Regions from separate parts of the Podarcis muralis genome. Here region 1 is linked to region 2. A link is a contact called in public Hi-C data. All regions are on one chromosome and are shown on one strand. Each heading gives the region's core, a stretch centred on a gene start, on an enhancer-like site or on the middle of the called end of the contact. The rest is flanking DNA. Distances are from core to core; before and after follow the strand shown.

What was found. Hi-C and Micro-C count contacts between places; a contact is called where the count stands out from the background.
Region 1: a Hi-C map of tail shows a contact between it and region 2, with 4 times the contacts expected there. The contact joins the promoter of LOC114585314 here to the promoter of STAT4 in region 2. A contact is called at or near these places in 2 of 3 Hi-C or Micro-C datasets (blood and tail).

Annotation. Positions count from the first base shown.
Region 1 is chr1:120,519,691-120,525,776 of rPodMur119.hap1.1, reverse strand. It overlaps LOC114585314 (baculoviral IAP repeat-containing protein 5.1-like), which reads left to right and starts at 1,291. Exons shown (of 4, transcript XM_028707845.2): 1 at 1,291-1,442; 2 at 4,779-4,888. The coding sequence starts at 1,305.
Region 2 is chr1:120,337,453-120,343,331 of rPodMur119.hap1.1, reverse strand. STAT4 (signal transducer and activator of transcription 4) reads left to right here and starts at 2,122. Exons shown (of 24, transcript XM_077917375.1): 1 at 2,122-2,547.

The sequences.
Region 1 (6,086 bases), core at 42-2,541, 180 kb before region 2:
CTCCAAATGCTGTTAAAACTTCTGCACCCTTCAGTCCTAGGCAGCATGGCCAAAATTCAGGAATGGGAAGAGCTGTAATTCAGCAACACCTGCAGGATCCTCATCCTGGAAGGCTGTTATAGAGCAATACGTACATTTCAACACCAGAGGGAAGCAAATGAATGGCTAAAGGGAAGGCACACCTTTAATAAGCATTTCTCAAACACAGCTCAATAAAATCCCAGATACAATTTCTTTTCAGAACCACAGGACAACCTAACACTCCTGAATCTTCATAACGAGAACAATCTATGTAGGAACTTGACCAGGAACCGTAGAGTTGTGGAGTTGGAAGGGACCACAAAGGTCATCTAGATCAACCCACTGCAATGAAAATATATTTTGCCCAACATGGGGCTCAAACACATCACCCTGAGATTAAGAGCCTCATTCTCTACCAGTTGAGCTAGATAGAAGATTGTGCAAGTAACGAAAATTAGGAGACAAGATCCTACTATCATCACCTTTGCCACACCCTATCCCAATGCACTCATGTTTATCTTTATTTTATTTTATTTTATTGAATTCATATACCGCCCCATACTTGGGAGTCTCAGGGTGGTTCACAGAATAGAATCATATCTATATGATTTTAAATATAAGTCATGTCAGGGAAAGGTTGCTAAGAAGTCACAGAATTGGATTCTTAAATGGAGACTTCCCTGGGCGAGAGCAACTCAAACTCCAAGTGCCTGTTTGGACGGCTCCCGACAGAAAATTAAAAACACGATAAAACATCGGGCATTAAAAACTTCCCTAAACAGGGCTGCCTTCAATGGTTGGACTAATCAGCCAAAGAAAGGACAGTTGTAGTGAGCTGGCTTTCTCCCTTCATGCCAGAAAGAAAACTTACAGAAACCTTGTAACTGAAAACTAGTGCCTGAGGGGTTTTTTTTCCCCTTCTCCCAGCAAGCCATTTTTCCTTTTGTGTTGTGTGTGTGTGTTATTGTAAGCATAAGCTTATTATTGATCATGCTAAGTCACTGCAGGAGCCTTTTCTTTTGGCTGAAAAGCAGAGTAAAAATATTTTTAATAAAGTATTTGAGCAGAACAAACCAAACAGGGCTCGGCTGCTGGGCTATCTCTTTAAAATTTTTTGCCACAGTTTTCCTTTTTCGACAACTGCAGATTGCTTTGGGGTGGGGCTCCCCCTCGCTCGTTTACGTTGATGTTGACAGGGGAGACCAATCAAGTCAGCTTCTTGCAGTGCCTTATATATAAAGAGGTAAGTCGTGACAGGGGAGCGCTGCTAAGGAGTCACAGAAATGGAGACTGTGCTGCACAAAGTCAACTCAAACTCCAAGTGCTTGCTTGAATATAGAAGCATGCATTATTATGAGAATCGCTTGAGCAGCTTTGCATGCTGGCCTTTTAAAGAGAACTGCAAGTGTACTCCTGAAAGTGTAGGTCTACTTAATCAATCAAATAAGAAAACCAGCTTTTGTAGGTCAGCCAGTGTGGTGTGGTGGTTAAGAGCAGTAGACTCGTAATCTGGGGAACCAGGTTCGATTCCCTGCTCCTCCACCTGCAGCTGCTGGGTGACCTTGGGCCAGTCACACTTCTCTGAAGTCTCTCAGTCCCACTCACCTCACAGAGTGTTTGTTGTGGGGGAGGAAGGGAGAGGAGAATGTTAGCCGCTTTGAGACTTCTTAAAGGGAGTGAAAGGCGGGATATCAAATCCAAACTCCTCTTCTTAAGTGCTGTTGAGGAGGGGAGTTGCGGGTATTTGGGGCTTATTCTTGTTGTTGGGGTTTTTTTGCGTGAGAAGATAAATGAGTAATTTTTTCTACCATTTGTGAATTTGGGCTGGGGGAATCCTGACTGGGAGGGTTTGGAATAGGTAGGTTAATTTTGGGAGGGTGATCATCTTGATCATGGCTATTTTGCCTGAGAGAGTGAAGTTGGTGTTGTTCCATCTCTTCAGGCCTTTGTTGATCTGTCATCACAAGGGGTTGTAGTTGTGAAGGTATAATTTGCTGAGGTTTCTGGTTATTTGTACCCCTAGGTATCTGAACTTGGTGCAACAAAGTTTTATCTTTGCAAATTATTTTTGGGCAGGGTGGCAGGGTGTTGAAGCACATAGCCTCGGACTTTGCAAAATCTACCTGTAGGCCCGGCACCATTGCAAATGCGTTGAGTTCTCTGATTAGGGAGGTTGCTGTGTTTATGGGGTCTGGTGTTGTGACCATTAAGTTGTCTGCCAAGAGCCCTAATTTATAGGTTCTGCTTTTTATTTCCACTCCCTTGATATCTGTGGCTGCTCGGATTTGGTTGCTAAGGGTTCCAGAGTCAGGATGAATAGGAAGGGAGATAGCAGGCATTCTTGTTTTGTGCCTCTTTGGATTGCTATGGTATTGGCGTCCATACTGTTAGTCCTGCATTTTGCTGAGACTCAGGAGTATATTTGAGGGTTTGTAAGAAGTTAGGACCAAATTTCATGTTAGTTAGCACTGCTAATAGGTATTACCACTCTAAGCAATCAAAAGCTTTGAGGATGTCTAGGGACATGATTGTCAGTGGGAGTTTAGTTGCCTTGCTGTGTTCAATCAGATTCAGTAATGGGGTCTGTTATATTGCGACCAGGGATGAAGCCAGTCTGGTCTGAGGCTTTTAACTTGTGTAGGAAAAATTTTAGGCGGTTGGCCAAGATTGACGTGAGTATCTTGTAGTCTTGGTTTATTCATGAGATTGGGTGGTATATTCTACTTTGAGGCTATCTTTCAGTGGTTTGGGGATGGAGACTATCTTGAAGAAGGTCCAGGGTTTGTTTTTTTTTAAGTGAGCAAAACTCCTTAAATTCCCAAAGAGAGTTTATCTCATCTCAGTAGCATTTTTGCTTGTCACTTTTGACAGTATCCTTGCAGGTTAAGGATGAAAAGGGTTTGAGCTACGCTCTGTTGCTCGCTTGCCTACGCCAAAATCCTGCATCATACTGTGGTTTTACCTTGTAGCTATTACAAATCCTAGAGGTTTTATTTTCTAGCTATTACAAACCCTATAGGTCAGGAGTGGGCAGAAGATAAATGGGGATCTGCTGCTGGATCTCAGGGACTTGAAGTAGATTAGCAAGGACTTCTGCCTCCCGAATGTCTAACCATAAAGACTAAAAAAGGCTTCCTTCTTTCCCTAAAAGGATCCCAGGGGCTGGGGAGAGGTGGAGAGGAGACCAAGAGGGGATTTTTATGTGAAAGGACTTGCACGCTTGGCTCTGCTACCTTGGCTAAGCAGAGAAGGAGGACAAAATATGATTCAATTTGCATTTAAAAGTGAACCTACCTAATCTGACTTTCTAAAACAATATGTAAATCAAAACAAGTCATCCTTTGAAATTCGCAGTTCTCTGGAGAAAAGTGTGTACTTCAAAAATACCTTTATTGTCGAAAGTATCATATGAAGATGCTCTGTATTAGGGGAAATGGCTTTGCAGAAATGTGTATGTTGGGCAAGACTGCAAACAATAATGTGTCTGTTAAGAGAAATTCACTCTCTAATACTGATCAATTTTCACAAGAATGTTTCTTTTTAATAGCAAATGGATGTGGAAATGTGCGGGACTGTACTTAAGGTTGGGGAAACAAGAACCTTGGGGCATGGCTGTCAACCTTCCCTTTTTTTGCGGGATATTCCCTTATTCCAGTGCCGTTCCCCGCTGCTTCCCACTGCTATCCTGGATTGTTAGATATCCCGTAGACTGTCCCCGGGACAGGTGAGGCTGCCGATCCCTTATTTTCAAATCTGAAAGTTGACAGCTATGCCTTGGGGTTCTGGTAAAGAGCAAACAAACGCTACTGAATGTGCAAAATTAAAGAAGCACACAACTCTCTCGTAAGGTAGATAAATCTTGCAAGGAACCAGCGGAGCAAAACCTTTAGAGAACTTTACTTTACCTTGCACATTAAATGAGGTCTGCTGGATGTAAAGTTGGAGCATAACTTTAATATAAGACCTGCTAAAGGTAAAGGTAAAGGTAAAGGTAAAGAGACCCCTGACCATTAGGTCCAGTCATGACCGACGCTGGGGTTGCGGCGCTCATCTCGCTTTATTGGCTGAGGGAGCTGGTGTACAGCTTCCAGGTCATGTGGCCAGCATGACTAAGCCGCTTCTGGCGAACCAGAGCAGCGCACGGAAACGCCGTTTACCTTCCCGCTGGAGTGGTACCTATTTATCTGCTTGCTCTTTGACATGCTTTTGAACTGCTAGGTGGGCAGGAGAAGGGACCGAGCAACAGGAGCTCACCCCGTCATGGGGATTCGAACCTCCGACCTTCTGATCGGAAAGTCCTAGGCTTTAACCCACAGCGCCACCCGTGTCCCTTTATAAGACCTGCTACCAAGCCTTTAAAATACGGCAGCAGGGAGCACCTCATTTTCTTCAGAGCCATGCAAATACATGATTTGCAGAATTGCAAATCTATCTTACTTAAACTTGGGTAGCTCAGTTGGGAGGGCACGAGGCACTTAATCTAAGCGTCACGGGTTCGAGTCTCACACTGGACAAAAAAAATTCCTGCTTTACAGAGGGTTGGACTAGATGACTCTCTTCCAGCTCTACAATTCTATGATTACATGATTTATACTTGTTAACTTTCAGCATGGGGAAGAAAATATTCTAAGCTGTCAGTCCAAAGAGTGGCGCATTCAAGGCGCCCGAGGTGTCAGGATGTCAAGAATCACCCCACGTTGCACAATATAGCTTCCCTGCCAATGTCTTCAGCATGTTGTTCTGCTCTTCTCATTCAGATGGCCAGGGCTGGCTTGATCCACTGTCCAGGAGCAAATGAACCTGACCTGGCAAAGTGTTTCTTCTGCTTAATAGAGTTGGAGGGCTGGGAGCCAGATCACGATCCCTGGTAAGAAAGACCCAGCGGGGTTCTCTGGCCTAGCAATTGCCCAAGGTTAAAACTGTATGAAATACCAAGTGGGGATCCGTGGATAAGACTGCCTTTCTATTTGGATTACACTCTCTTCCTGCACCTTGGCTAATGCAGGTTAGCTAGAAAAGCACCAATCTCAATCATTACAGGTAGAGAGCTCTACCTCTCCTTTAAATCAGAACCAGTGAAGGTCCTGTGTGAGTGTCTGGAGGCGATTGGAGGATGGATGGTGGCTAACAGATTGAGGTTGAATCCTGACAAGACAGAAGTACTGTTTTGGGGGGACAGGGGGCGGGAGGGTGTGGGGGATTCCCTGGTCCGGAATGGGGTAAATGTGCCCCTGAAGGACCAGGTGCGTAGCCTGGGAGTCATTTTGGACTCACAGCTGTCCATGGAGGCGCAGGTTAATTCTGTGTCCAGGGCAGCTGTCTATCAGCTCCACCTGGTACGCAGGCTAAGACCCTACCTGCCCATGGACTGTCTCGCCAGAGTGGTGCATGCTCTAGTTATCTCCCGCTAGGACTACTGCAACGCGCTCTACGTGGGGCTACCTTTGAAGGTGACCCGGAAACTGCAATTAATCCAGAATGCGGCAGCTAGACTGGTGACTGGGAGTGGCCGCCGGGACCACATAACACCGGTTCTGAGAGATCTGCATTGGCTCCCAGTACGTTTCTGAGCACAATTCAAAGTGTTGGTGCTGACCTTTAAAGCCCTAAACGGCCTCGGCCCAGTATACCTGAAGGACCGTCTCCACCCCCATCGTTTAGCCCGGACACTGAGATCCAGCGCCGAGGGCCTTCTGACGGTTCCCTCATTGCGAGAAGTGAGGTTACAGGAAACCAGACAGAGGGCCTTCTCGGTAGTGGCGCCCACCCTGTGGAACACCCTCCATTCAGATGTGAAGGAAATAAGCAGCTATCCTATCTTTAAAAGACATCTTAAGGCAGCCCTGTTCAGGGAAGTTTTTAATATTTAACGCTGTGCTGTTTTAACACTTGATTGGGAGCCACCCAGAGTGGCTGGGGAAACTCAGCCAGATGGGCAGGGTATAAATAAATTATTATTATTATTATTATTATTATTATTATTATTATTATTATTATTTTATTATTATTATTATTATTATTATTATTATTATTATTATTATTATCTTATTGAAGTGAAAGGGAGG
Region 2 (5,879 bases), core at 873-3,372:
CAGATGATTAACGTAGGTTTCTGTGGTCTGGCAAGTTAGAAAACATTTTTTGTTGTTGTTACTTTTATGGACTTATCTGCAAAGCTGATTTATCAAAGTTGGGTGACTTTACTGGATAGCATCCCCTTTATGGATAATTCAACATGGTTCTCTCCAGTCTGCATACCCAGCACATCCTACCCACGTGTATCTTTGGAAGAAAAATATCTGCCTTTGCCTGGCACCCTTCCTGGAATTGTACCACATTGTGTTGTGGAAATATGCAGTCTATGCGATTTCTGATCAGAGCATAGTCGCATAGTGGCTAAGCTGTTTCCACAAAAGCCTCTGGTCAAATGAGTCTGCCATGAAATCACTAGGGGGCCTTAAGCAAGCCGCAGGCTTCCCACCCTGTCTGCAATAGGGGGGAGAATAATATGGGGCTGTTGTAAGGATTGCAGCTAGGTAATGAATATAAAGTAGGGACGCGGGTAGCGGTGTGGGTTAAACCACAGAGCCTAGGACTTGCTGATCAGAAGGTCAGCGGTTCGAATCCCCGTGACGGGGTGAGCTCCCGTTGCTCTGTCCCTGCTCCTGCAGAACCTAGCAGTTCGAAAGCACGTCAAAGTGCAAGTAGATAAATAGGTACCACTCTGGCGGGAAGTGCATTTCCGTGCACTGCTCTGGTTTCGCCAGAAGTAGCTTAGTCATGCTGGCCACATGACCCGGAAGCTGTACGCCGGCTCCCTCGGCCAAGAAAGCGAGATGAGCGCCGCAACCCCAAAGTCGGCCGCGACTGGACCTAATGGTCACTGGTCCCTTTACCTTAATGAATGTGAAGTACTTTCAATGCTCAACAGCATTCTACACATTAAGCATTTTACGTAACCCTCATGAATACAGGGTTCAAGAGCATTCCCTATACATTTTTGAGAGCGCTTTCTCCATCCCACTTTCTCTGTTCTTCAGGAATCGGAGTGGTGCTCTTTGGTTGGTTATCATCCAATGTCCTTTTAAAATGTCGGGTGGGAAGGGGGTAATTGGGTTGTTTGGGTTTTTATTTTGTGGTTTCTGTATTGTGCTTTTATCCTGCAAACCGCCCTGAGACCTGCAGGTATAGGACGGTAGACCAATTTAATTAATTGATTGATTATAATGTTAGGGGGGGGCAAAAGCTCCATTAGTTTTTTTAATTGATTTGGAGGGGCAGCTGCCCCCCTATGCCCCTTTCAGGGGAAATGGCAGGGCACAAATAAAATAAAGTGGGGTTTTTTGGGGGTGGTTACTGGGTGGTTGTTTTTTTTTTGTGGTTTTACATATTGATTTTATGTTCTGTGAACTGCCCTGAGACCTCCAGGTATAGGGCGGTAAACCAATTTAATTAATTAATTATAATGTCTGCGTGAGGGAGGCAAAACCTGTGTTTAATATATTTTTTATTGGTTTTTATTGATTTGGAGGGACAGCTGCCTCCTCCCCCCCCCCCCCGTACCCGTCAGGGGTTATGGCGGGGCACAAATATATTAATGTGCTTTTTGAAGGGTGGGGGTGATTGGGTTGTTGTTTTATTTTGATTACGTGATTTTTGTGGTTTTATATTTGGGTTTTACATTCTGTGAACCGCCCTGAGACCTCTGGGCATAGGGCGGTATATGAATCCAAATAATAATGATAGTAATAATAATAATGGTATTCTATGGCTGAATATTCTATGACAGAGAACACAGTGGAAAGGAGAAAAGAGAGAGAGACTGAAGAGAATCAATATTATTATTATTATTATTATTATTATTATTATTATTATTATTATTATCTCTCTCTCTTTTCGCCTTTCTGCTCTGTTCTCTGTCATAGAATATTCAGCCACAGAATACCATTATTATTATTATTATTATTACTATTATTATTATTATTGATTCTCTTCAGTCTCTCTTTCTGTCTCTTTTCTCCTTCCGCTCTGTTCTCTGTCACAGAATATTCAGCCATAGAATACTATTATTATTATTATTATTATATCTCTCTTTTCTCCTTCCACTCTGTTCTCTGTCACAGAATATTCAGCCATAGAATACTATTATTATTATTATTATTATTATTATTATTATTAATAGTAGTAGTAGTATTCTATGGCTGAATATTCTGTGACAGAGAACAGAGTGGAAGGAGAAAAGAGAGATATAATAATAATAATAATAATAATAATAATAATAATAATAATAATAATAATAATAATAATAATATTCTATGGCTGAATATTCTGTGACAGAGAACAGAGCGGAAGGAGAAAAGAGAGAGAGAGAGAGACTGAAGAGAAACACATCCTCAGCCCAGAACACTTCGGCCTCAGCAGAGGCTCCGCGGCTGACAGGGAACTCCCCGTTTTTCCGACCGCATTTTTTATTTCTTTTACACAAACACGCACCACACACACCCACACCCCGTCCCGTCCGCTCCCCTGACGCCCAGGAGCCCGGAGAGCCCGCCCAGCCACCCCCTGGACGCCCCTTCTCGCTCTATCGCCAGGCGCCGAAGCCCCTCTTCTCTCGGCTTCTGCAGCCCCTGAGGCAGGTGAGTCAAGAAGGCGCGCGAGGAAGAGAAGGGGGGGGGGGGGAGAGCCGGGAGAGGAAAGGCGGGAAGACGCCGAGAAGCGGGCAAAATTCACCTCAGAACTTCGCTTTTTCTCCCCCCCCCCTTTTTTTTTTGGCCTGAGGCGGAGCAGCATGTGGGCCCCCCAACCCCCCGCCACGTTTTATTATTTAATTTTAACACCGTTAAAGCATGTTATTTCTCTCCCCCCCCCCCCCACTCCTCACCCGCCTCCAGGGAACTGTAGTTCGTGTGAAGGTGGGAATGGTAGCTATGGGTGGCCGACTTGAGGAAAGTATTTGGGAGGGAGGCTGTCCCGACTAAGCTGGAAAACTGTCCCTTTTATTCCTACCCTCTGCTTCCTTTTACTTAACCAATCCACAAGAGGACCTTGCCTCTTATTCCATTACCTCTAAGCTTACTTGTATGAGGTACCTTGTCAGAAGCTTTGAGAAAGTCCAAAATATATATCAACAGGATATCACCTCTATCTGCAGACTTGTTGACACTTGCCAATAACTCACCTAAATTTGTGAACAGGACTTGCCCTTGCAGAAGCTGTGCTTCAGCAAGCCTGTATAAGCTTGATGCTTTTATCCTTAACAATACTTTCCACCAGTTTCCCCATCCCAGGAAGATATTAAGATAACTGGCTTGTCATTTCCAGGATCCCCCATTGGTTACGTTTTTGTTTTTAAGGTGTTACATTGGCTACTTTCCAGTCCTCATGTATGGAGGCAGATCTGAAGAACAAGTTACATATTTTTTGTTAAAATATAAGCAATTCCACAACTGAGTTCTTTGAAATCTGTTGCGTGGATGCCACCCAGATCGGGTGATTTCTCATTAGTTATTTTGTCAATCAGGGCAGGAACATAATCCTCAGATTCCCCTTCTGTCCTACATATTCTTTTCTGAAGAGAGTTGCAAAGAATTCCTTCAGTTTCTCCACAAACTTCTTATCCTCCTTTAGCACACCTTTGATTCCTTTGTCATCCAAACGCCTGCCTAGATGGTCTGCAACTACTAATAGATTCTTAAAAACTTAATGTCATCAGCAATGTGCTCCTCAAATTCTTTTTTAGCATCGCTTACTGTCTGCTTGCAGGGACGCGGGTGGCGCTGTGGGTAAAAGCCTCAGCGCTTAGGACTTGCCGATCACATGGTCGGCGGTTCGAATCCCCGCGGCGGGGTGCGCTCCCGTTGCTCGGTCCCAGCGCCTGCCAACCTAGCAGTTCGAAAGCACTCCCGGGGGCAAGCAGATAAATAGGGACCGCTTACCAGCGGGAAGGTAAACAGCGTTCAGTGCGCTGCGCTGGCTCGCCAGATGCAGCTTGTCACGCTGGCCACGTGACCCGGAAGCGTCTCCGGACAGCGCTGGCTCCCAGCCTCTTGAGTGAGATGAGCGCACAACCCTAGAGTCTGGCAAGACTGGCCCATACAGGCAGGGGTACCTTTACCTTTACCTTACTGTCTGCTTGCATTATGCTGGCATCTTTTTGCTCTCATGATGCATCTCCAATATATATAGAAAGGTAAAGGACCCCTACACAGTGGACGCTCAGGTTTCGAATGTGATCCGTGCGGGATGCACGTTCACAACCCGCAGCGGCGCATCTGCGCACGCGCAGGTTGCGATTCGGCACTTCTGCGCATGTGCAAAGTGTGATTTTAGTGCTTCTGCGCATGCGCAAACACCGAAACCTGGAAGTAACCCGTTCCAGTACTTCCGGTTTCGGCGCGTCCGTAACCCGAAAAAACGCAACCTGAAGCGTCTGTAACCCGAGGTATGACTATACAGTTAAGTTCAGTAAAAGGCGACTATGGGCGGCTGCGACACTCATCTCACTTCAAGCCAAGGGAGCCGCCATTCGTCCATAGACAGCTTTCTGAGTCATGTGGCCAGCATAACTAAACTGTTTCTGGCAGAAACCGTGACAGAAACCAGAATGCACGGAAACGCCGTTTACCTTCCCGCCACAGCAGTACCTATTTATCTACTTGCACTGGCGTGCTTTCAGACTGCTAGTTTGGCAGGAGCTGGAGCAGAGCAACAGGAGCACCCTCTGTCGCTGGGATTCGAACTGCTGACCTTCCAGTCGGCAAGCCCAAGAGGCACAGTGGTTTAGACCACAGTGCCACCCGTGTCCCATCTCCAGTATAAGCTCCAGTTGACTAGTTGAAACTCTAGTTTCTATTATTGTGTTTTTAAATGTCTCCCAAGCATTTTGAAGTGATTTGGTCGTCTTGACTTTGTTTTTCAACTTTCTTTTCACCACTCTCCTCATTGGGAGCAAGTTTCCTCTTTTGAAACCAAATGGTTCTTGATGACATACACATTGCTTGTGTTTTTCCATTGCCTGGGTTTAACAGAAAACAAACAAGTCAGCATTTGCCAGGGGTGGGGGTTTATTATTCATCATTGTCAAAGGCAACTGACTCATTTGTAAATGTGCTATACCTGTATTTTCCAGTGTAGATGAGGGGGCACTTAACCTGGGAGTAGCGCAACACTGAGTTGCTCAAATATCTTTTTTTCCCCAAAGAAGAATTGAAACAAGAAGCTGTAGAATCATATTTCCTTTGCAAACCCTCTATGCCCAGACTCAATTTTAATACTTGGTGGGTATTGTGGTGCATTCATCTTCATTTATTTGTTTCTTTGCATAAGTGGACTTTTCCATCTTGTTTGGTGATAAGAGTCAAATACCTACTAGTTTCCCAAATCTATAAATAAATAAACAAACTCTGCTGTGCCTTACAAAATTGAATATCTCCAAAAGTTTGTGTTCCCAGCCCACACAGAAGGCAATACTCTCTGCTTCTCAAACATCTAAGAATAAATCCTAAAGTTCTTTTAAAAGCACTGTTCATAACATTGTCCAGCTGTAGTTACTGAAGAGTGATTGAGCAGATGTAAAGGAATTTGTTACTCTTCTTTGGAAACGACAACACAAGTTATGCCCCAACATAAGTTGCACCCATCACACTCATAGTGTGAAAACAAGCAACCATCATTGAAAGGCCACAGAATATCAAGGAGATCTATCAAAATGCATCTCCCAAACAACACAAAGTGAATGGTAAAACAGTATACAGTATTCTGACAACTATAAATCCTGAATAGTTCTGATTTTGAACATGTCAAATATATTATACGTCATATGCATGTTTATTATTATGTAAAATAAAAGCAAGTTGGTATTTGAAAAGAAAAATGTTTATTTTCAAAATAAAAGTAAAACCTGGGCAAAATTTGTGCAGGCTGCACACTACAAATGTGTGATCATTTTGCAAAAGGTTATTCACCTTGA